5 separate regions of the Mus musculus genome follow, and regions 1, 2, 3 and 4 are each linked to region 5. The links are chromatin contacts, called in public Micro-C and capture Hi-C maps. All regions are on one chromosome and are shown on one strand. The core of a region is the stretch at or near the end of the contact, and the rest is flanking DNA. Distances in the headings are between cores, read along the strand shown. Region 1 holds the start of Slc25a20 (solute carrier family 25 (mitochondrial carnitine/acylcarnitine translocase), member 20). Region 2 holds the start of P4htm (prolyl 4-hydroxylase, transmembrane (endoplasmic reticulum)). Region 3 holds the start of Prkar2a (protein kinase, cAMP dependent regulatory, type II alpha). Region 4 holds the start of Wdr6 (WD repeat domain 6). Region 5 holds the start of Col7a1 (collagen, type VII, alpha 1).

Region 1 (4,942 bases), core at 295-2,794, 290 kb after region 5:
TATAAGGAGTCAGGATATTGCTTTTTAAAAGTCTCAGGTGTGCAGGACAAGATTTCTGCCTCTGTAGAATAAGATTAGAAATAAAGGCCAAACAAACTCCCCCTTGCTAGACAGAGCTACTTGAACCTGCCACTGTCTTAGGAGCACTAAGAATAAGAAGCACAGCCTTTGCTACTGATAGGATCTGATTTCTCACAGATGAACACTACAGAGTCTCCTCGGGATGAGCTGTCTGTGGTGAGCCTCACTTTGAACAGAGGCCGTGAGATAGCCTGCTGTCAAGCCTGCCAAGGAAGAGCCCTTGGATACTGTTCTCTTTCAGAGGAAACTGGATCTGACATCCTATCAAGCCCCCAACCGAGGTTACCACCTTTATGAGATTCACATCTTCTCTGGCTTCCAGCCCCCAGCAACACGCCATCCACACACACAAAAGACTCATGTCTTCTTCTCACAGGCTCATCCTGGCTATGACCTGTCATTTCCTTTCAGGTCTATGTCCATAAAAAAAGAAGAAGAAGAAGAAGAAGAAAAAAGAAACCTATAAGCTACGAGCTTATATGAGCTCATCTATGAGCTAAGTCATCGAATATAGATTTTAGTCTCCACAAGACCTGGCTGAGAGTACAGCAAGAGGAAGAATAAAAGGCTGAGGAGAGAAAGGTCCCCTCGATTTCCACACCTGAGCCTGGCTGGTCATTGCTTGCTATGGGGGTGACTATGCAGCTTACCCTGCAGTGAATGACTGGCTGTAAATGGCCAGGTGCCTCTTCAGGCAAAGAAAAGTGCACAAGAGATAGGCTATGGGACACACCGGCTTTACGAGACTGTGTCAAAGGACATCTCTGCCACCTTTGTCCTTAATTTGTGGGGGAGGTCAAGTCTACAGATAACCTGTTCCAATCTTTATAACAATATCAGGGTTAACCGGGCACAGACAGCAGCTTTTTCTTTCTCATCTCCAAAGAAGTGCGCAGGGCTCAAAAAAAGACTGCCATCCGAAGACCTTGAAATAGGAGCTGTAGGGCTCTTAGGGCGCGAGGTACAGCCTCTGTCTATTTCGTATTGATTCTCGAGAGGAAAAAAAAATTGTTTTGAGGTGCCAGGGAGTTGAATGCAGAGCCTCTGGCCGGGTTAGGTAAAGCAGCGCTTCCTAGTAAACTACATACCAACCCTCTGTAAACTTCCCACGGAAGGAAGCATCCATCAGCCCGGCTCCACTTCTGTTCAGAAAGGCAGCACCTCGCGGCGGTCCCTACTTTCCACGTAACCCCCCCCCCCCCCCCCACACACACACACACCGCCCCGGGGCATTCCTCCACAAGCCCCCGTCCACACTCCGCGCACCTTGACCGTGTCCAGGGGGTGCCCCACAAACACCAGGCACATGCCGCCGAAGCCGCCAGCCAGGAGGTTCTTAAACGGACTGATGGGTTTCGGCTCGTCTGCCATGCTCAGTCTTCTGTCTGTCTGTCTGTCAGCTCCGGGCAGTCTTGGTCTTGCTCCGCTGCCCGAGCGGCTCCGCCGACCTTTCACCTACATTCAGGTGGGCGGGGCCGTGGGCAGGTCGGAAAGAGGGCCCAGTCGTACTAGCCTGGCTTCCGCCCTGAAGTCTACTTCCGGCTGCCCTCCTCCTTAGTGGGCGGGGCTCTTTCCCTAATGATGTATGGGAGGGGCTTGGGAATGATTGTCAGGGACTTACTCCTCCAGGAAGTCTTCTTGGACTTGAGTTTTTTTCTTTCTCTGGTCCTCTGTGGTCCTATGCATCTGTGCACTCCCCAGAGGTCGCATACACCCTTTTGCGTGACAGCCACTTTTTTTTTTTTAGGTGCTGAAGAGTGGAGGTACCCCATAGAGGTCCCTGTCTTTGATAAGCCTTGACTAAGTTAAAAATGGCATATGTCCTATGGTAAAAATGGCTCTATAGGAAAATAAATCCGGGAAGAAGTAAAGTGTGGGAGACAAATAATTTGTAACTAATTTGTTAAACAAGAGAAGCTCTCATTAGGAAGGCAAAGGATTAAGATCTAGGGCATGGAAATGAGTCCTGTCTAAAGATACCCGGTAAAGGATGAAGGACCTTTCTGGCAGAAGATAAAGAAAATTTGAAAACTCTGAGATGTCTGTGTTGTCAAATCTGAGAAACCACAGGCCACAGGGGTGGGAATGGGGTGCGGTGGGATGGTGGAGCAGCCAGTGAGGACAGGAGAAACGGAGACTACTCATCAGGAGGAACTGTGAGGACATCAGTCTCTTCTATGACAGGTTTTAGATGGAGACTAACAATCTCAGATCGGATTTTAAAACAAACAGACAAAAATCAGGATCGCTGTAACTGCTGGTGAAAACAGCCAGAGGAAATCCAGGGGGCTGGAGAAAGTTAAAGGTCATGAGTAGAAATGTTGGCTTGGACCAGCACATAGCAGAGTTGTTAACGAGGTGCGATCCAATGGTGAATATTTTCTAAAGGAAAACCCGAAGGACCTGTTAGTGAACGGAAATTCATTCTGCTCACTACTCATGCAGAAGCTGCAGAAGCTGGCTCAGCAGCTCAGAGAACTGGCTGCTCTTACAGAGTACCTGGGTTCTGTTCCCTGCACCCTCGTAGCAGCCCAGAACTGTCTGAAACTATACTTCCATGAGACCTAATGCCCTCTTTGGGCCTCTTTGGGCACCAAGCACACATACATTCATGGAGGCAAAGACTCAAGGACACAAAATAAAAATGAGTAAATATATATTTTTTTTTTAGAAAAAGTTTTGTGAGAGAGGCTTACGGGACAATGCTAATGTTTTTGGCCTTAGCAACTAGAGAGAAGACATCATCTTTAACTGAGATTGGGGAAGAGATGGGGTCAAGCAGATTAGAGGATGGTAAAGGACATTTTAGACATAATTAGTTTGAGATTTCTATTAATAGATCTATCTCCTGATCCAGGATTCTGTAAAGAGGCTCGGGCTAGTGGTTAAATTCAGTATTAACGAGTGAAATTAGATCACCAAGAGAGTGGGAACCCTCACAACCCCTGAAACCCTTCCCCTTCTAGTGTTTAGAGATCAAATAGATGAGGAAGGGCCTACAAAATAAGCAAAGAAGTAGGAGACCAAAGAATCTGCAATCACTATGAGCAAGGGCTTCAAAGGGGATGGGAGAGTCAGGAACACTAGAATCAGGAAGTGATGGCGGTTGATTGGTCCCAAAGACCTATGGGAAAATGGAGGACAAGGAAGTTGAAACAATACACAAAAAAACTGTCATATAGCCGGGCGTGGTGGTGCACGCCTTTAATCCCAGCACTCGGGAGGCAAAGGCAGGCGGATTTCTGAGTTCGAGGCCAGCCTGGTCTACAGAGTGAGTTTCAGGACAGCCAGGGCTATACAGAGAAACCCTGTCTTGAAAAACCAAAAAAAAAAGAAAAAGAAAAACCATGTCATATATATGTATATATATATATATATATATATATATATAAAATTTAATTTTATGTTTTATGTGCATTGCTGAGAGGGTTTCAGATGGCCTGGAACTGGAGTTACAGACAGTTGAAGTGTCCTTAACCACTGAGCCATCTCTCCAGCCCACCTGTCTCTTTTCTTTTTTTTTTTTTTTTTTTTTAAAGATTTATTTATTTATTATATGTAAGTACACTGTAGCTGTCTTCAGACACTCCAAAAGAGGGCATCAGATTTCGTTATGGATGGTTGTGAGCCACCATGTGGTTGCTGGGATTTGAACTCGGGACCTTCAGAAGAGCAGTCGGCGCTCTTAACCACTGAGCCATCTCGCCAGCCCCTGTCTCTTTTCTTAGGAGGTAATGAGGCATGGTGGAAGAATTTCAGACCCAACAGGGACACAATCGAAAGTCTGTCTTCACTGAATCAGTTTATGTCGGGGAGAGACTAGGGCAGCAAAGCCAGCTGAGATAATGATAGCAGCCCAGGTTAGAGAGTGTGAACTTGGCAGAAGAAGAAATAGGAAGCAGAGGCACCAGGGAAAAACGGGCAGCAGCTATTGGTCTCCTTGCACCTTGGTGCTCGGAGAATGTCTGAGAACATGGCTGGTTGACAACTGGTAAGAGGGACACAGGAAAAAGAGCAACCCCTACACATGGTTGTGAGCACTCTGAGAATGCTGAAGGATAGGTTCTTTTCTTTTCTTTTTTCTTTCTTTTTTTTTTTTTTTTTTTTTTTTTTTTTTGGCTTTTCGAGACAGGGTTTCTCTGTGTAGCCCTGGCTGTCCTGGAGCTCACTTTGTAGACCAGGCTGACCTCGAACTCAGAAATCCGCCTGCCTCTGCCTCCTGAGTGCTGGGAATTAAAGGCCTGTGCCACCACGGCCAGCATGAAGGATGGGTTCTTAAAGGACTGAGTGGGCAGCATCATGAGCCCCTATAGAATGGAAGGGGAAGGGGAAGGGGGAGATTTGGCCCTGTGGCTAAGAGAACTTGTTGCACGACCTTCAGGACCTGATTGCAGCACAGATAGAACAAGCTGAGCAAGGTGTGTGATTGCCTTGTAACCCCAGCATTAGGTGGGTGGGTGGGAGGGAGGCAGCAGGAACAGAGATCACTGGGAGTTGATGGCTGCCTGCTCAGCACAAAAACTCATGTTCCAAGTTCAGGAAGAGACTCTGTCTCAAAGGAATGAGGCAGAGAGTAATAAGGGACTCTGATGGCTCCTCTGAGGTCCATGCCTATACACAGGCTCTGCAGCCCTACCCTACCTCTGCCACCAACCCCCCCAACACACACACACACACACACACACACACCACATTAGGCATAGTAGAACATGTCTATCTGCAATGGTACATAGAGGAAAAGGACAAGGCCAGCTCTGGCTACATAGATATTTTTGTTTTTGAGACAGGTCCTTTGGCATATAGCCCTGGCTGACTAAGAACTATCTATTCAGAGCGTGTCAAACTTAAGCTTCTGCTGATC
Region 2 (4,701 bases), core at 2,069-4,568, 360 kb after region 5:
TAAGACCTGGGTTCAATTCCCAGCAGGCACATCATCACGTGCTTACAATTGTCTGTAAATCCAGTTCTCGGAGATCCAGCGCACTCTGTCCTGGCCTGCATAGGCAGAGATATGCTACACAGATTTTTCTACGGTTTTGGGGGTTTTTTTTTGTTTTGGTTTGGTTTTTGGGGTTTTTTTTTGTTGTTGTTGTTGTTGTTTTTGTTTTTTGACCTGGGTTTCTCTGTGTAGCCCTGGCTAACTCACTCTGTAGACCAGGTTGGCCTCGAACTCAGAAATCCACCTGCCTCTGCCTCCCAAGTGCTGGGATTAAAAGCATGCACCACCATGGCTGGTTTAAGATTTTTTTGTAATAAGGCCAGCCGGATCTACTACATACCACATATCCACAAGCCACAGTGTCCTTGGTAAAGCCAGGTGTGGCAACACACACACATCTATAACCCCAGAGCCTGCGAGTCTGAGATGAGGAAGGCAAGGCTAGCCTAGGCTGCTTCATAGTGAGACTGTGTCTCAAAGGGAAAGGAAAGCAGGCCTTTAATCCCAGCACTTGGGAGGCAGAGGCAGGCCAGGGCTATACAGAGAAACCCTGTCTCGGAAAAAAACAAACAAACAAAAAAAAAAAAAAGCCTGGCTCCTGACCTGAGTAAATAGAGAAAACTGTAGAGGAGGAAACCCTGGAACCTGCTCAGGAATGTGGGAGAGAACCTCTTGGCTCTGCCTCACGTGTACTGGGGTTACAGGCATGTTCTACTACACCCAACTAAGAAATTGGAATGTTCCAAGTGGGCAGTAGAGATTTGTCTGTTTAAATCACAGTTTTTGAGACAGGATCTGCCTTCACCTCCTAAGTGCTGAGATTACTACAAGTGTGTACCACCATGCTCAGATTGGAGACTAAAACATTATAGCAGTCATTAACATTCCTTTGTGAATTAAGTTTAGGCAGCTGGGAGATAGTTCTGTGGGTAAAGCTTGAGGTCCAGAGTTCAGATCCCCGGCATGTAAATAAAGGCTGAGTTAGACACTGCAGTCATAATCCCAGTAGTGAGGAGGTGGGTCTGGTGTCCTCAGAGCAAGTTAACTAATGAGACCAGCTCAGTTGGTGGACCCTGGGTTCAAGTGAGAAAGCCTGTTCAGTGAATATAGTAGAGAAGGATGAAAGAAGTTATCAGTATCAGTCTTCAGCTGCCATGAACACACACTAAAAATAAATTCTGGGGCAAGAAGCCATGTCCTTATTGCTTTTGCTTGTGTGTAGGGGTGTGCCGTGCTACCAGAGATCTCTGTTCCCTCTTCTTATGAAGATGGAGGACCATTGGTGCTGATCGCTTATTGCTACCTATTTCCTTCTGACCCAGAAAACTCCAGTACCTATCATCTTCTGGGTTAGGAAGATTAACAAAGTACTCAAGGATAACTAGATTAGCTAATAAACTTCTGGCATTTAGTGACCCTGAAGAAGCCTGCCATTGTAGAATGTTGGAAGTGAGCTGTCGATATAGCACTTTACTGCATTGGGAGAGGGGGGAACATAGGTCAGCCTAAGAGCAGCGTTCAAAAGAAAATGCCTTGGGCTGGTGAGATGGCTCAGTGGGTAAGAGCACCTGACTGCTCTTCTGAAGGTCGGGAGTTCAAATCCCAGCAACCACATGGTGGCTCACAACCATCTGAAACAAGACTCCCTCTTCTGGAGTGTCTGAAGACAGCTACAGAAGAAAGAAAGGAAGAAAAGAAAGAAAGAAGAGAAAGAAAGCAAGCATGAATTTACTGGGAATCAGATATAAAATTAATAATACATTGTGAAAAATTACTGTTTTAAAAAAAAATGCCTTGGCCGCTGCTTTATAATCTGAGTTTTATTTTCTTCAGAGGTGTCCTGATTAGGGGAAAGCCTTCCACCCTCCCTCTTCCCATCCAGGAGCTAAGGCAAGCGTCACAAACAGCACCTGCTTCATTTTGAGGGACACTGGGTGGAGCCCAACCTGGGCACCCTGGGCAGCCTCTCACCAAAGTCTGACTTGCAGGATTCCCTCAGTGGTCCAGTCTGACTGCCGAAGGACCTTCAAGAATATCTTGAATATCTTGGTGCATACCTAGTAACTCCAGCATTTTAAAATATATATATTCAGACACTCCAGAAGAGGGTATCAGATCTCATTACTGATGGTTGTGAGCCACCATGTGGTTGCTGGGATTTGAACTCAGGACCTTCGGAAGAGCAATCAGTACTCTTAACCACTGAGCCATCTCTCCAGCCCTAACTTCAGCATCTGAGAGGTGGAGGCAGGAGAATAAATTTATCCTCTGCTCCTTTCAAGTTTGATGAGCAAGCCTGAACTATATGAGACCCTGTCTGGGTTGGTTTTTGTTTTGGGGTGTTTTTTTTGTTTTTTTGTTTTTGGTTTTTTTTTTGGTTTGGTTTGGTTTTTTGTTTGTGTGTATTGTTTAAAAACAATTTAATAATAAGCCGGGTGTAGTGGTGCATGCCTTTAATCCCAGCACTCGGGAGGCAAGAGGCAGGGGGATTTCTGAGTTTGAGGCCAGCCTGGTCTACAAAGTGAGTTCCAGGACAGCCAGGGCTACATAGGGAAACCTTGTCTCGAAAAAACAAAACAAAACAAAACAAACAAACAAACAAAAAACAACAAGAAAAAAATTTTAATAAAAGCAAAAACGGAAGCTGGAGAGAGGCTCTTTAGCTAAGATCCATCTTGGAGAACACACCGGTTCTAGTCCCAGCACCAACATAGAGACTTAAAAACGTCTGTAAGTCTCTCCAGCTCCAACGCCCCTTCTGTCCTCATATACAGACATGCATGGAGTGCACATACCCATAAACAAACCACCCCATAGACATAAAATGTTTTAGTTAAATAAATCGAACTCGTGGGAACTGCTCTATAATCTCATCATCCAGTGTGCAGTCATTGGCCTCAGCATCCCACTATGTCGTATGTCCCATTTCTATCACTCTCTGACTCCCTTCTCCCAAGAGTGAGAAAATGCCCACTACACTTTCTGGGGCCGGGGGGGGGGGGGGGGGGCGTCTTCTCCCGGGAACCAAGAAACTACTAGTTGCAATGGTGTCTGTCCTAACGGTGCTCCGCTGATGTGCCTCCATGTTTGTGGATGGCCTTCTGCACTGGAGTATATACAGCTCCATAAACGACCAGCCGGGTGTGAGCGAGGTCCCAGGATCTCAGTATGGACCGATGGGTGCGGCTCCGTGTAGGCACAGCATCCCGGAGCACCGTCTCCTAGTGACCGCCGGGCGCGCTGACTCTGCCGTCCGGGTCCCAGCGACTGCGCAACGCGAGCACCCCCGCGGCCCCTCCCCTGGGCGCGCGCGCGACCTGGGCGCCATGGCGGCAGCGGTGGCGACCGTGCAGCGGCCTGAGGCTGAGACAGTCGAGGAGGCCTCAAATCTTCAGTGGCCGCTACCACCGGAGCATCGCCCTTCCGGGGCAGCGACCAGACCAGGCGATAGTGAAGACGCCCCGGTGCGGCCACTGTGCAAGCCGCGGGGCATCTGTTCCCGTGCCTACTTCTTGGTGCTGATGGTGTTCGTGCACCTGTACTTGGGCAACGTGCTGGCCCTGCTGCTCTTCGTGCACTACAGCAACGGAGACGAGAGCACAGACCCCGGACCCCAGCGCCGCGAGCAGAGCCCCCAGCCAGTGCCAACCTTGGGTCCCCTCACCCGGCTGGAGGGCATCAAGGTAAGAACATCCCCTCCTCTCCCGCCCCGAGCGGAGCTTCAAGCACTGCCAAGCCGAGCCAGAAGGAACCGTGGCTCAGCTCTGGGCCACCACGGTGCCCCACGCATCACTGTGTGCGGGTCACGCGCGCGCCTACTTACTTTGCTACTGTCGCTCCCTGACACGGGACTTTTTCTTGAGCAGTGCGGCCTGGCACACCAGCTGCCTGCTGTGTATTTTTCCTTTAGGTGGGATATGAGCGGAAAGTCCAGGTGGTCGCGGGCAGGGATCACTTCATCCGAACCCTCAGCCTCAAGCCGCTGCTTTTTGGTAAGTCTGCAGGACACTTCTGGGAAGGGCCGGGGAGGCTGCAGTGTCCACCCCAAGGCTTCTTTTGACCGTGTGTTTACTATTTTGAACATGGCTGCTTCGTAGATGCGCTCTCTGAATCCAGTTTACTAAAATAGAGCTTCCTTTTCCGTAACCGGACAGAGAGGTTCGTTTTCCACACTTCCCTCAGCGGACCCTTCCATCATAGGCTGGGCAGCACGACCCTGAGACAAATGTTCCAACTGTTTATTGAAGTTATCTTTGGGCAGTCTGTGCTACGAATCTATCACCTTCCAGATCAGGGCAGGGTGAGAGACTGATAACCAGGTGCCAGCTGACCCGGGGGCCTCTGGGGAGATCACATTCCCAAAGCTAATCCTGTGGTCTGATGAGAATCAGGCCGTCCATATTGGAATGAACTGACAACCCTCAAAGCCAGCGGCCCCCCCCCCCCCAGAGGGGCACCATTCAAAGGCCCAACTTCTTGCTTCCAGTATTCAAGATTCTTAGGACTCCTGTCTTTCACCCTTCATGGGCAGAGCCTATTAGGGTGACCCATTTTAGCCACATCACACACAGCTCCTGTTTTCTGAGTTCTTAGTAGATGATAGGCTTCAAACACCTAACCATGGTGTTGTGGAGACCCCCCCAAGTCCTCCAAAGACTATCA
Region 3 (4,364 bases), core at 50-2,549, 260 kb after region 5:
ATACTTGAGCAAAGGGAGAGAGGAAATATATATATAGGTAAAACAATAGTGAAAATATTGATAACTGTTGAATGTGAGCGGCAGGCAGTATTGGGGGAGGAGGTTCAGCTACTGAATGTGAGTGACAGCATTTAGGGAGGGGCTCAGCTCATCGTTCCTCTTATGTGTATGCTTATAAGGTTTTCATTGAGGCAGAGGTAGATAGTTGACCCCAAGTTCGAGGTCAGCTTGAACTACCTACTGAGTTCCTGCTTAATCAAGGCGATCGGCCTCGTCTCCAACAGTTTTCAGCAATAACTCTTCCAAAACGGAATTCTTTGCAAATGAAATGATCATCCGGTTTATTCGGGGCGAGCTGCCGGGTGCTGGTGCTCTTGTCTTCGGAAAGCAAGCAGGCTATGGGGTCTAAGGCAAAGAGGCAGAGCAGCTTCTGGCGGGACCGACTCAAGCTCCGCGCCACCACGCGGACCAAAGAACGCGCACGCTTCATTCAAGGCAGAATCTGACAAATCACTCTCCGTGAACGCTCGGGCTCAGAGAACCGCGGAGCTCAATTTGGAATGCTCACACGCCGGGGAACCCAAGCAGCTGGGCTGGAGAGCTCTCGGGTCTCGGCCCAGGGTAAGGCCGGGAGCCGAGCCCAGGGCACCCCTGGTCGGCCCTCGGGTCCCTCCCTGAACCCTTCACTCGGTGCCCACATCGCACCTCGGCCTTGCCCCGCCCGCCTACCTTCCAGATCGGCATCTTCCGAGTCCGAGTCACTCTCCCCGTCCTCCTCGATGACGGGGACTGCGCTGGACTCCTGCGTGTGAAAGGTCGTCGGGGAGACGATGAACGTGTCTGATTCCTGGCGGCGGGCCTCGCGCAGGCGTGTGAAGTACTCCACCGCGAAGTCGACGAGGTCGGGCGGCTGCTGCCGAAGCACCTCCACGGTGTAGCCCTGCAGCAGCTCCGTGAGCCCCGCGGGGATCTGGATGTGGCTCATGCCTGCGACGTCCGAGGGGCCCGGCGGGTCCGGGCGGCCGGCGGCTGCAACCTGCGCGCTCCCTCACGCCGGCCTGTCACTCCGCGCCCGCGGTCTCCCGCGCGGCCCGTCTCGGCCTTCCTCGCGTCGCGCCTTATTCTGGCCGGGTCTGAGTTTGTTGTGCGGGCCGCGCGACCCTTCCGCTAGCAAGCCAGCCTGGCGCCGCTGCTGTTGTCACCCGGCCGCAGCCGCCGCCGCTGCCGCCGCCGCGCCGCCGCCGCCGCGGGGACCGCCGGGCAGGCAAGCTGGACGGGCGCGGCAGGCGCCCGGGTTGTGACGCACGCGGCCGCGGGCGTGCGCGTCCCCGGCCAGGAGCTGGCCCAGAGTGCGCGTGCGCCGCTGAGCCTCCCGCTCTCGGAGCAGCCCATGGTCAAGGTGCGGGAGGCCCCGGAGATGAGGAAAGAGTGGCCCGGCTGCGAGGCGGGCTGGTTAGTGCGTCTCGCCTGGTCACAAAAACCTTTCACTCATGCTTTCGGAGCATGCTGCGAGCCTCTTAAAGGAGTGCCAGGGTCACTGAAGTGACACAGGACCACCTCACCTTGACCCCTGCTCTAGTGGAGGGCCAGAGGGCTTACTCTAGGGAACGACATTAATGCTAAGCCTAAAGTACTGAGCAGGTTTGCCCAGAGAACGATCTGGAGGAAAGTCCTGTACAACAGGAACAAAGACCTAGTCAAGTCAGAAGAACCACCTTGACTGACAGGTAGAACGATGCGTGCCTGACTGCCTGAGGTCCTAAGGAGTCTAATATGACGTCGTGAGATGTCAAAGGGGGAAGGCTTTGTAGGAAGTAAAAGTTTCAGTGAGATAGTCACTTGTGAGCCTCAAGCAGAGAAATAACCCTGAAAGAGCTCGCTCAGCCGATTGTGGGCAGTAAGAAAGCAGAATAATGCCAGGAGCTGGACAGACCTCGGGGCTTGTTCCTCCTTTTGGACACTTCCATCTTGGTCTTCAGGCCTAGACTTAGAGTCCTCCTTCCTCCCCACTCAACCCTGGGCCACACTACTTGGTGAAGTTGAGCAGACCACAGACCGTGTTGTCTTTTGCCTTTGGGAAGAGGGCAGAGGTGAACTAGAGAGGCACCTGCTGTTCCTCAACTTGTTTCCTCCTGTCACCAAACTTGAACAAAAGAAGTTACAGACCTTTCTGGAATATCCAGCCTAGGTGCTGGCCAAAGAGCCAGCGAGAATACTGTTCTCCCTCTCCCTGCCGGAACCAGCCAGCAACTCGTGAGCTTGGGAACCTGAAGGGTATTGGGATTGTTAAGCACCACCTGGTAATTAACCAGTATTAATTAAGATCTCCACTAGCACCGCCCATAAAGGCCTGGCACAAACCCAAAACCTCAGGCTGCTGGGAACTGAGCTGTGTATGGTGACAGGGGAACACCTTACTGAGGTACTCAATGTAGGGGCCAGTCCAGGCTGTAAGCTAGGTAGACCTGAGACTACAAACAGCTATGTGTCCCTGAATGTATGTTGAGTGGCGGCGAAGCAGTATCCAGCATGCTGGCTGGAGGCACTGACAGCATACTTGTGAAGACTGAATGAATGAATGAATGAATGAAGAAGGAACAAATGATACATTTCAGCAACAAAAGAAGCAGAAACTGCTCTCCTGACTTCAGTCTCATAATATGTATCATTTCTTTCAAAGCTGCTACATAATTCAAGTCTAGCCTGGGTTACATGAAACTATCTCAAATCAAAAACAAAAAAGCAAAGCAACACAGTGGAGATGGGTCTTCTCTTGAGCAGACTGGCTCTTTTTGGGGGGGTATGGGAGGAGGGGAGAGGTTGTTGGTTTGGTTTTTCAAAACAGGATTTCTCTGTGTAGTCCTGGCTGTTCTGGAACTCACTTTTTAGAGCAGGTTGACCTTGAACTCAGAGATCTGTCTCCTGAGTGCTGGGATTAGATGTGCACCACCACGGCCCAGTCTAGCCAACTCTTAAAAGTTTTCCAGGATTCAAATCTTGCCATTACAATCCAAAAAACCTAGATGTGACCCCCCCCACCACTGCACCATATTACCAAGGGAATTGCCTCTCTGCAAGCAACCCTACAGCCAAGCTTGTGGAAAGGTAAATTCACAACTCCAAGTTCCAGTCTTCCCACATTATCATGTCTTACATGTTTTAAATGGGGCACAGGCAAATGAAGAGTTAGGACTCTGACCTCAATTACAAAATAGAGAAGAGAAAGGTTGTTGACAGAGTTGGGTGTGGACAGGGTCTCCCGGTACACTGAAACCCTATTGGCCTCTGTCAGAAACAGTCTGGTTTTCCTGACCTGTTAAACAGATTCAGCACAGCCTAACCATCCATCTGTCCAACAGACAGCATTCAGAGGGCACCCTAACCTAGTATAGTAACACATCATTTGTAGATCCCATTACTCAGGAGAATGAGGCAGGAAAAAAAATCACTCTTGCACACAGGAATTTAAGACAAACCTAGGCAACACAGAGGAATCTCTATCTTAAATTAAAAAAAAAAAAAAAAAAAGCAGGCTAGAGCTGGAGATGTTCTTTCAGTGGTAAGAACAGTTGTTCTCATGAAGATCTGGGTTGGACTCCCAGAACCCACATACTGTCACAAACTATCCAGTTCCAGGGGAACTACAAAGGATACAGACCTCAACAGATGCAGTGAAGATACATTCGTGGAGGCAAAACATTCATCCATATAAATAAATCTAAAAGCAATTGTTTTAAAGAGGGACTAGGCTGTGACTCAGCAATAGAGGTTGTACTTAGCACCAAGCCTAAATGGGTTTAGCCACAACAAAATCCTCAAAGGACTGACATGAACAGAAATTAGACACCCTACAGCTAGCTGCTCCTTACCTTCCTCCATACAGAAGATTCACAGTGAAGTTAAATAGCTTGTAGTTCCAATCTGACTACCTCCCTCACTTCTAGGTTTCCAAAGGGAGGGTCTCTCTCTTCCCTGTCCTTCAATAATTACAGGAACAATGGCTGTCATGAATGCCCATTTATGCTAACTGAAAGGCCTTGTAACAAGAGAGCATCAGGGATCTAAGCCCTGCATCTTCAACCTTTGTCCTGAATGCCATCTTGCCTGCATCCAAGCCTGTCCAGCTACAGGACTAGCTGTTACCATGGCAACCAAACCCACCACTGACAAACAGCTGCTAAGAGCAAGTGACAATGGTGGGTGGAAAGGCCTAAAGCGGAGACCTTCAGAAGCAAAAGCCATCCAGCAGATGAGGCCCCTCATCCCATGTTGTCTTCCTCACAACCCTCAGGTAATGAACATCATTAGACCACCATACCACCAGCCACAGATACAGATATGAATACAATGAGGCTTGTTCTCAT
Region 4 (4,488 bases), core at 1,892-4,391, 370 kb after region 5:
CATCCGCCAGAGGTGAGCACCGCAATCATCCTCCCTGGGGCAGGGTGGCCACACAAGTTCTTTGCCAGAGCCAAAGGGACAGAACTGATGGGGAACTCTGAAGAACAGGCAGCTATTGAATGCACATTAGCCTGACTGTGGGCAAACAAACTGTCTTAGAAATAAATCAAGCCTGGCATGGTGCCACATGCCTTTAATCCCAGCACTCAGGAGGCAGAGGCAAGTGGATGTCTATGAGTTCGAGGCCAGCCTGGTCTACAAAGCAAGTCCAGGACAGCCAGAGCTACAGAGAGAAAACCTGTCTTGAAAAAAAAAAAAAAACAATCAAATATTTATTTTCTGTTAATTAGGAAAATGAGAACTTATTTCTGATCAGAGAATCCCTGTCCCTTGAACAGATAGCGTCATAAGCCAGGCTAAGACCGCATGCCCGTCATCCTGCAGTCCGTAGCTAAGGCCTGGACTTGGGAGTGAAACTGTCTCAGAAACCCTGGAAAGATGAGGAAAGGACGTGGCTTGGTTGGTCAAGAGCTTGCCTAGCCTGTGATCACACACTGCAGAAAACCAGGCCTTGCTGCGCACAGCCCCAATCCCAGAACTTGGGAGGCAGAGACGGAAGCATCAGGAGTTTAAGATTGGCCTAGGCTACAGAGTTCCAGGCCGACACGGGGCTGCATCAGATCCTATCTAAATAATAACAGAAAGAAAACAAAAAATAAAAACAGAGGCTGGCGTGCTAGGATCAAATCTAAGACCTTGTACATGTTAGGCAAGCCCATGACGATTAAATCATTACATGACAGCCTTCCTGCTCTTAGAAATCAAGTCCAGCGTGGCTCGTGGGACTTCCAGGGGAGGTGAGCAGGGGTGAAGCTTGTGGCTGGCCCAGGATGCACCTTGGTCAGCTCCTTCAGGTGGCCATCCTGCTGAAATACCTGCTGCCTACCAGGGTCCTGCGCCTCACTCGCCTCTCCCCGGAGATTGTGGAGTTCAGTGAGCCACTACAGGTTGTACGATATGGTGAGGGAGGTCACTACCATGCCCATGTGGACAGCGGACCCGTGTACCCAGAGACCATCTGCTCCCATACCAAGCTGGTAGCCAATGAATCTGTACCGTTTGAGACCTCCTGTCGGCAAGTACCTCCCATGGGGGGGGGGGGGTAGGGAGGTGGGGCTTCAGTTCCCAGACTGGGTACCTTGAGGACATGTATTACCTGCTATTGGACCAAGGATACACTGGGCCATTTGGTCAGCCATACCCCTACCTTTCCCCCAAGTCTCTTCTTCACTCTTTATGGAGTAACTGGAAAGTGGTAGCTCCTGGCCACTGTATCTATTCAAATGAAAACAGATCTAGATATCTACAGATACTGGAAATTGGCCCTGTAAGCACTGGTCTTGACTCCATTGTTGGAGGTCCCTGCCTCAGTTTCTACAGTTGTACCCTCCTGCCTGCACAAAGTTAGGTTTTCTTGTGGCTTTCTGGCTCAGTCCTCCCAGTTGCAAGGAGACTTTACATGATATTCCTGCTTCTATCAGCTTACTTTCCCCAGCCAGATCTTTGGTTTAAGGTCACAAACTTACCTAAGTGCACCTGCGATCTTGGCCACACAAGGAGAGTGACTCTGTGGGGAAGAGGGCTGGAGATGTCTTAGCTATCCTAGCCTGACCCTGTGGGCCCTGGGTATCCTGCCCACAAGTGGGAATGTTGGGGATCTACTCAGCAGCCTCCCCCTGCCTTACAGCTACATGACAGTGCTGTTTTATTTGAACAATGTCACCGGTGGGGGTGAGACCGTCTTCCCTGTGGCAGACAACAGGACCTATGATGAAATGGTAAGGGCCAGTGAGCTGTTATTACTCTTGGGCTGGTAGGGCCTTGGGCAAGTGTGTACACACCCTTCCAGAGCTGGGACGAGGGCACATCTGCCTGTTTTCCCTCCAGCCAACCTTGGCTGCCTGGTCCTGCAATGGCAGGCAGTCCACAAACAGCCTCACCTTGTTGCCTACAGAGTCTGATTCAGGATGATGTCGATCTCCGGGACACTCGAAGGCACTGTGACAAGGGCAACCTTCGTGTCAAGCCCCAGCAAGGAACTGCAGTCTTTTGGTACAACTACCTTCCTGATGGGCAAGGTGAGGGCTTTACTCATGGCCAGGTCTTGGGCTTCTCTGAGGGAACTCATCTCTCCCTCCTGCTCTCCTGGAGGACTGTTCCTGTCTTCCATAGCCAGGGATTTCAAAGCACAGTAGCACTAGTACAGTATCTTCGGTTATCTCCGCCCACCGTCCTTGCGCACCAGCCTTCCTGCTGTCTGGGGCAGGGAAACTTCTCTCCACAACCCAGGCTGGGAAGAGCTATAGCCAAGCTCAGAAGCAAGGAAGCTTGGTTAATTTTAAGGGCCAGTATGTTGACCATGCCTTAGTGGGTGAGACGCCAAGTCCTTCCATGGGGATTAGATGTGTGCACAGCTCAGGCTGAGCCAATCTAGGGTTTTCCCCTCCCTAACTTGTCCTTTGTTCATGTCACCTTCTTACCCCAGGCTGGGTGGGTGAAGTGGACGACTACTCGTTGCATGGGGGCTGCCTGGTCACCCGCGGCACCAAGTGGATCGCTAACAACTGGATCAATGTGGACCCTAGCCGGGCACGGCAAGCCTTGTTCCAGCAGGAGATGGCTCGTCTGGCTCGGGAAGGTGGCATGGACTCACAACCCGAGTGGGCCTTGGACCGAGCCTACAGTGATGCCCGTGTGGAGCTCTGACGCAAGGCCCTGATGCGAATCACCCGCTGCCCAACGTCAAAGACCCTGCAGGTCCTCTGTCCTACTGCAGACTGAAGTTCTGGCCGACCTCTTGCCCTAGCCCTCCCTGCCTGCAGCCGCGATCAAAGGCGCAGTTCCTACATTCACGTTATTTATTGGTGTACAGCCTCCATGCTGCTCCGTTAAATAAAACTACAGGGCTTCCAGCCAGGGGCCGGCGAGCTAAGCGCCCGCTTGGGGGAGGGGAGGCCCACCGCCCCTCCCGGCTAGTCTCATGTGTGTGTGTGTGGGGGGGTGACTCTGATCCGGCCAATCAGGAGCGGGATCGCGTGGGGGACAGGGTCGTCATTGGACGTCCGCAGCCCAGCGCCAGGGCTTTGCTACCTGTAGCTAAGGGCTTCGGAGCTCTGCAGCGCGGCTCTCCAGACGGCTGGTTCTCGCGAGAACGCAGCTCTCTTCTTGTCCGTGGCAGCCACAGCAGCTCCAGGAACGTCATGGACGCTTTCGGGGACTATGTCTGGCCGCGGGCGACTTCCGAGCTCATACTCCTCCCGGTTACGGGTCTGGAGTGTGTTGGGGACAGGCTGCTGGCGGGTGAGGCTTGGTCGGCTCTAGTCGTGCTAGCGGGCGAAGAACTAGCCTCTCCCTGGGTGGTCGCACCGGACAAAGGGATGCCCTGGGGAGGAGGATGGGCAGCGGGCTGGGGACTGGCGAGGGGTGGGAGTGGGGGGAATAAGGCAGGTTCGGAGGTGGCGGGAAACACAGGCCGGCGGAGGAGGGCGGGGCTCGAGAGACAGTGGCAGCTCTTCATAAATTGCAGCCAGCTTGGAAAGGGTGGACAGAGACGCTTGAAGGTGTGGGGGACGCAGTCGTTCCATGTTGGGGGAGGGACGTTGCACCCTCAGGTGAACGCAAATGATCAAAACCCCTGGAGAGGAAGAAAAAAAAAAAAAGGGCAGCCTCAGGGGGTGTGGCGGGAGTGTGGCTTCTGGAGAGGGTTGAAGCTCCGCCCCCAAAGATGAGGGGGCCAAAAAATTGCTTTCTGAGTAGAGCAGTATCCAGAGAGGCTGGGGCTTAGGTTCCTCTGGAGAACCAACTGGGGGGTCTGAGCCAACTGGGTTAGTAATCACATGTCTCAGTGTCTGGTGGTAAAGGTCTGAGATGGCTCTGAGGTGCCAAGTGTCCTGGAAGCAGTAGGGCCTGATGCGAAGCCATCCTTTGGTGATGGTGGTGTTGGGTTTTACAAGGACCCTTGGCACTGACAATTAGGCCTTGGGTCAGCCATTATTAGCCTCAGCAGGGCTGCGTGTTTGTCTTGTGGTGAGGGTATATTCTAGAGTTGATGTGTGTGTGTGCGTGTGCGTGCGTGTGTGTGCAAGTGCAAACATTGGGTTGCTCCAGTGAGCTAAACTCTCTGGAGGTGGGACCGGCAAACTTCAGGAAATGAAATCCGTAGAATTTTGAAGAAAGAGACATTAAGAGAGGAGTAAGGTAATGAGGAATCCTGACGAGTCCGAGGAGGAGGAGATCGTGGGAAACAAACGGCTGCAAGATGACCAAAAGGGAGCTGAGAGTCCCATTCTAGAAAACGTCTGTGGGTTCTATACACATGTATGGGGGTGTAAGAGATTCCCCGGGAAGTATGTGGATTTGTATAGAGGGAGGCCCTGGACAAGCCCCTCTTGAGCACAAGTTAGGAATGTTCCTAACTCAGAAGACGCT
Region 5 (4,609 bases), core at 439-2,938:
ACCACCTTTATAGCTGAGCTCACGGATGGCTCGGATGGTGTCACTCCCAGAGCCAAGTGTATCCAGACCAAATTCTGTCCTGAGGGGAGGAAACGGGGTAACACAAGGCGGGGGGGGGGGTCATGATCTCTTCCAGCCCTGCCTCTGAGATGAGGCCACTGAGATGAGTGAGCTCTGAGGCAAGCACCCTTGGTTCTGAGACCCCACCCCCCCCCAGCCCTCTACCGCGGAAGTGTCCACGTTAGCAGCCTCCTCAGATGCTGCTTGACATAGCAATGTCACTGAGCCTCAACAGGCCTGGAACCCTCTAGGTCCCTAGCCTGGGGCGGGGGTGGTGGTGGTGGTGGTGGTGGTGTGTGTGGGCAGGATATCTGATTAAATAATTGTAGGAGGAAGGGCTCAGTTTCAGGACAGTGGTCACTGGCCAGACAAAGCATTTCTGATGAACAGAGGGCTGAAGAGCTGGCAGAGCCCAAACATGCAGACTCCACCAGGAGCCCAACGCCTGGAGCTCCTGGACTCTCTCTCTCTATGCAGATCAGGAAGCAGAATCATCCTGTCCACCCCACCCCCACCCCACCACAACCCCAGGACACTGACTGAGAGGTGTTTTAGGACAAGAACACTCTTCCAAGTTATCCCCACCTCTCTCCAGAAGAGGTGTTGGCGAGGGCCTTTCTGGGCTCTCCAAAGCCTATTTCTAGACTCCTTCCTGTTAAGGGGTCTTGGGGCCTACAGTCCTGACCCCACGTCGACTACTCACTGTGGATCATCACTGTACTGCACTGTGGCAAACCGGACGCCCTGTGCACTGGCTGCTCCTGAGAAAGGCAGCACCAGCCCCTCCAGGAATCCTCGCACTTCTCGAAAGTTGCTGCGGCCAATGGACGACGAGCCATCGAGTAAGAACACGATGTCAGCAGCATAAAGGCGTGTGCAGGTCACTGAAGCAGGGAGGAGAGATCATGACCTTTTAGGGAATACAGCCACCCACCATCCTCTAGGCACTGAGGTCCCCTGGGACTTGGGGACTGGAAGGACAATAGGCTTTATGTTCCTCTGCAAACGGAGCCCAGGTAGGCGTATTTCTGCCAGTGTTGGAGGAAACCGCAGTGGGACTCTGAACAGAGCTTCTCAGGGAGGGCAGGAGCACCTTGGGGGAGGATAACCTGCAAGCAGGGGTGTAGCTGCGGGGCTGAAATCAGCGTGGAGGGACTGTTGTCCGGTGGCTGAGGACAGAGGATCAGCCTGCATCCAGGGAGCTAGAATTTGTGTGCCATATGGGATAGGAGGCAATTTGGGGAATGCAGAGTAGAATTCAGGGAGTTTAGGAAGAATCCACGAAGAGTTTGGGGGACTCATCGGTGGAAAGGTGTCAGGGATAAAGTTTGAGTAGATGCATAGGTGACAGACAGGGTGCTGAGCCCCGAAAGATGCCCACCTCTATCTCTGGGCTGGGCCCACACTTCCGGCGCTCCCATCAGGATCTCTGCAGCGCAGAGCGCAGCGACCAGGAGTCGCAGCCTCATCCTGAGTGATAGAAACAGTTAGCCAGGAACCCAACCTCTCTGTCTCTTGTCTCCCAAGCCTTTGGCGGGTGGAAACCGAGTACCCCCCACCCCAAGTCCCGATCTTGCCTGTGCGAGGAGTCAGCCTGCTCCCGCGCCGCAGCAAGTCCTGCCGGCACTGAGGAGAAAAGTCCCTGATCCCAGGAGGCGGAGCAGCAGGCGGGGACCTGGCGGCCCGCCCCCACCCACCTCCCCAGAGGTCGCTTCCCCCACCCCACTTCTCCTGGACTTAAGATATGACGCACTTAAGGGCAAGGTCAGGTCCCAAGACTTTCGAGTATCACTCAGGGTTTTGACAGACACTTCAAGAGCACCCCAACCTTACTTAGGGTTCCAAGTCTTGACTGCTTTCTAGTTAGAGTGACCAATGAAGTCATTGCTGCTCTCTGAAATGTGGACAGGTTCCAGCAGACCATAGGGGTAGCAGCCTGATGGTAGGTAGGACATACTGCAGCTGGCGCTGACTCACCCCTAACCCCATGGGGTGCCCAGACAAAGCCTCAGGCTATAGGTCTTGACAAACGTGAATCAGCCATGCTTCTGTCTGGTGGCCCTCCTGTGCCGCACCCTAACCTTCATGACAGGCAAAGCAGCCCCCAGCAAACAGGAGACTATGGGACTATCCTAGGGACCCCAAGATTCCACTGGGCTGGATCTAAGCAACACTTCCCCATTTTGGAAGAAAGAACTTGTGCCATGCGTGTTCATATTTGTTCATCCCAGTGCCGCTCACTCCCTACTGAGTCTTTTACCCTAGACAGATGCCATCCAGCTGTGTCTGCAAAGAGGGAGGGTTGTCCATATGCGGGGGGGGGGGGATGGACCACCCATGCTGACAGCTCATCTCTCAGGAATCCATCTCCTGATACCCACGTTCCCACTGGCAAGGCCTGTCCACGATTCAGGCCAGGTTCCCCATCTACTTGGCTTCATTAGAACCTGCAAGAATCCCCTCCACCCCTTCTACTCAATTCCCTGACTAGGGCAGGGCCACACCATGACACTCCTTTCCTTGTTGCCTCAAGGTATCTAACTTTCCCCTCCCTATGTGACCCCCCTCTTGATCCTTTCGTGTGGACAGTCATTGCCAGTCACAGGTCAAGCCCTCTTTCCTAATGATTTCCTTTGGTTATACATGCATGGTGACTAGGCGGGTGTCATCAATATAGAGGGACACTCCTAAGAAAACTAGCCCCCATTTGGGCCCTGTTTCCTCTGCTTCCTAGTCAGTCCTGTACAGTTCAGCACAGACCAGAAAGTATTCCCTCATTCACCATGGCTGCTTCCAATATGCCTGGCCCTGCAACCTCCCGCAGATCCACAGGCTAAGTGGGGAGATGGGGACAGGTGCAGGTGTTTAGTTTTCTAGCATGGGCGAACCTCAGGGCACAGAGGACCATCCGTTTCAATTTCCCAGTTGTCAGGAAAGCTCCAGCTCTCCTTGTCACTGAAGACCCCCACTTTCAGAACTATCCCGGGACACAGTGTCTTTACAGGTCCTCGAACCTTTTTGCAACACCCAGGTCTCCCCAGAATTGTCCCTGGGACCTCCCATCCCTAGGTGGTATGCTCCAGATGAGGGCAGTAGAGAACCAGGCATGCTCTCACAGCCAAGGTGGGTAACAACAGGGTGAATGTGGCATGTATGGTATGAACATACATGTATATGTGAGCCTGGCCTATTGGCATCAGGGCTGGAGAGATGGCTCAGCAGTTAAGAGCACTGGGTGCTCTCCCAGAGGTCCTGAGTTCAATTCTCAGCAACCACATGGTGGCTCACAACCATCTGTAATGGTATCCGATGCCCTCTTCTGGTATTACTGATATACATATAATAAATCTTAAAAAAAAAAAAAAAAAAAAAGAGTATGGCATCAAGGCAAACCTCACTAGAGCTGGAGTGTCCCCCAGGAAAGGCTCTGTATGGAGTCAAAGGTGGCTACTGAGAAGGTAGAAGGCTAGGGATGACTAGGTCTAGAGCAGCCAAAAGCTTCCTCAACAGAGGTATGACCCTCTAAGGCCCCTTGATTGCAGCATCCTGGCAAGGCTGCAGCTTTGGTTACAGTGTGGGAGAGACCTGTACCTGCCTCCAACTCTTCCATCAGGGCCGTGGAGGTCCCAGAGTAACCTTTTTTCCTCTCACGTTTCCCTGGTTTCAGTCATGTTTTGCCAGATGGCACCATGTCTCCAACCAGGCCCACATCCCATTACATCTTCAGTACCTCCAAACTCCTCACCAGAACTGGGCAGGGTGACCTCTGACCCACACTTCCCTCTGTCTCTCCCAGTACTACGGGGAATACTGCCTGCCTTGTACTTCCTCAGCTCACTCCACCTCTCATAAGGCCCCATCATAACCTGGCTCACTGGGATTCCCACAGACATGTAGCCCAGGTCCCCATGCTAGTTCACAGCTCCTCCCAAGTTACTTCTCTTCACAATTGAAGATGAAAAATCCGGGCTCAGAATGCAAGGACCCCAGAAACTCCCAGCAGCTCCCCTCTCATGCCTGGCATGTTGGTATTTGTAGCCTTTGGGGTCAGATATTAGCTTAGAAATCAACTCTCAGGGTCTGCAACCCTATAGGAGGAACAACGATATGAACTAACCAGTACCCTCCAGAGCTGTGTCTTTAGTTTCATATGTAGCAGAGGATGGCCAAGTTGGCCATCAATGGGAGGAGAGGCCCTTGGTCTTGTACAGATCATATGCCCCAGTACAGGGGAATGCCAGGGCCAGGAGCGGGAGTGGGTGGGTTGGGGAGCATGGCGGGGGGAGGGTATAGGGGGCTTTGAGGATAACATTTGAAATGTAAATGAAGAAAATATCTAATAAAAAAATCAGCTGGGTGTGGTGGCGCACGCCTTTAATCCCAGCACTCGGGAGGCAGAGGCAGGCAGATTTCTGAGTTTGAGGCCAGCCTGGTCTACAAAGTGAGTTCCAGGACAGCCATGGCTACACAGAGAAACCCTGTCTCGTAAAACAAACAAAATAAATAAATCAAATCTCATTCCAGCACAGTAGGTTGGGCACTCGTTCTC

Evidence for each region. A called contact is a pair of places that touch in the nucleus more often than the background predicts. Capture Hi-C pulls out chosen DNA fragments and counts their contacts.
Region 1: a contact with region 5 is called in a Micro-C map of embryonic stem cells. The contact joins the promoter of Slc25a20 here to the promoter of Col7a1 in region 5. A contact is called at or near these places in 1 of 15 datasets of contacts at CTCF or cohesin (embryonic stem cells), 4 of 484 Hi-C or Micro-C datasets (cortical neurons and embryonic stem cells), 2 of 115 datasets of contacts at active chromatin or transcription factors (both in embryonic stem cells) and 3 of 9 other capture datasets (adipose tissue, embryonic stem cells and pancreatic islet).
Region 2: a contact with region 5 is called in a Micro-C map of embryonic stem cells, with 2.2 times the contacts expected there. The contact joins the promoter of P4htm here to the promoter of Col7a1 in region 5. A contact is called at or near these places in 2 of 39 promoter capture datasets (liver and stem cell-derived epiblast-like cells) and 2 of 484 Hi-C or Micro-C datasets (both in embryonic stem cells).
Region 3: a contact with region 5 is called in a capture Hi-C map of embryonic stem cells, with 2.3 times the contacts expected there. The contact joins the promoter of Prkar2a here to the promoter of Col7a1 in region 5. A contact is called at or near these places in 11 of 39 promoter capture datasets (HPC-7-derived erythroid cells, cranial neural crest, embryonic stem cells and 6 more), 2 of 115 datasets of contacts at active chromatin or transcription factors (embryonic stem cells and pancreatic cancer cells) and 4 of 9 other capture datasets (adipose tissue, embryonic stem cells, liver and 1 more).
Region 4: a contact with region 5 is called in a capture Hi-C map of embryonic stem cells, with 3 times the contacts expected there. The contact joins the promoter of Wdr6 here to the promoter of Col7a1 in region 5. A contact is called at or near these places in 2 of 39 promoter capture datasets (embryonic stem cells and stem cell-derived epiblast-like cells), 1 of 484 Hi-C or Micro-C datasets (embryonic stem cells) and 3 of 9 other capture datasets (adipose tissue, embryonic stem cells and pancreatic islet).

What each region holds. Positions count from the first base shown.
Region 1 is chr9:108,658,738-108,663,679 of GRCm38.p6, reverse strand. It overlaps Slc25a20 (solute carrier family 25 (mitochondrial carnitine/acylcarnitine translocase), member 20), which reads right to left and starts at 1,544. Exons shown (of 9, transcript NM_020520.5): 1 at 1,348-1,544. The coding sequence starts at 1,452.
Region 2 is chr9:108,596,229-108,600,929 of GRCm38.p6, reverse strand. It overlaps P4htm (prolyl 4-hydroxylase, transmembrane (endoplasmic reticulum)), which reads left to right and starts at 3,318. Exons shown (of 9, transcript NM_028944.4): 1 at 3,318-3,722; 2 at 3,950-4,031. The coding sequence starts at 3,366.
Region 3 is chr9:108,689,078-108,693,441 of GRCm38.p6, reverse strand. It overlaps Prkar2a (protein kinase, cAMP dependent regulatory, type II alpha), which reads right to left and starts at 1,299. Exons shown (of 11, transcript NM_008924.3): 1 at 730-1,299. The coding sequence starts at 985.
Region 4 is chr9:108,577,366-108,581,853 of GRCm38.p6, reverse strand. Wdr6 (WD repeat domain 6) reads left to right here and starts at 3,141. Exons shown (of 6, transcript NM_031392.3): 1 at 3,141-3,360. The coding sequence starts at 3,261. It overlaps P4htm (prolyl 4-hydroxylase, transmembrane (endoplasmic reticulum)), which reads left to right. Exons shown (of 9, transcript NM_028944.4): 5 at 1-12; 6 at 950-1,135; 7 at 1,748-1,838; 8 at 2,015-2,138; 9 at 2,546-2,992. The coding sequence ends at 2,766.
Region 5 is chr9:108,950,665-108,955,273 of GRCm38.p6, reverse strand. Col7a1 (collagen, type VII, alpha 1) reads right to left here and starts at 1,688. Exons shown (of 119, transcript NM_007738.4): 1 at 1,638-1,688; 2 at 1,442-1,530; 3 at 764-944; 4 at 1-79. The coding sequence starts at 1,529.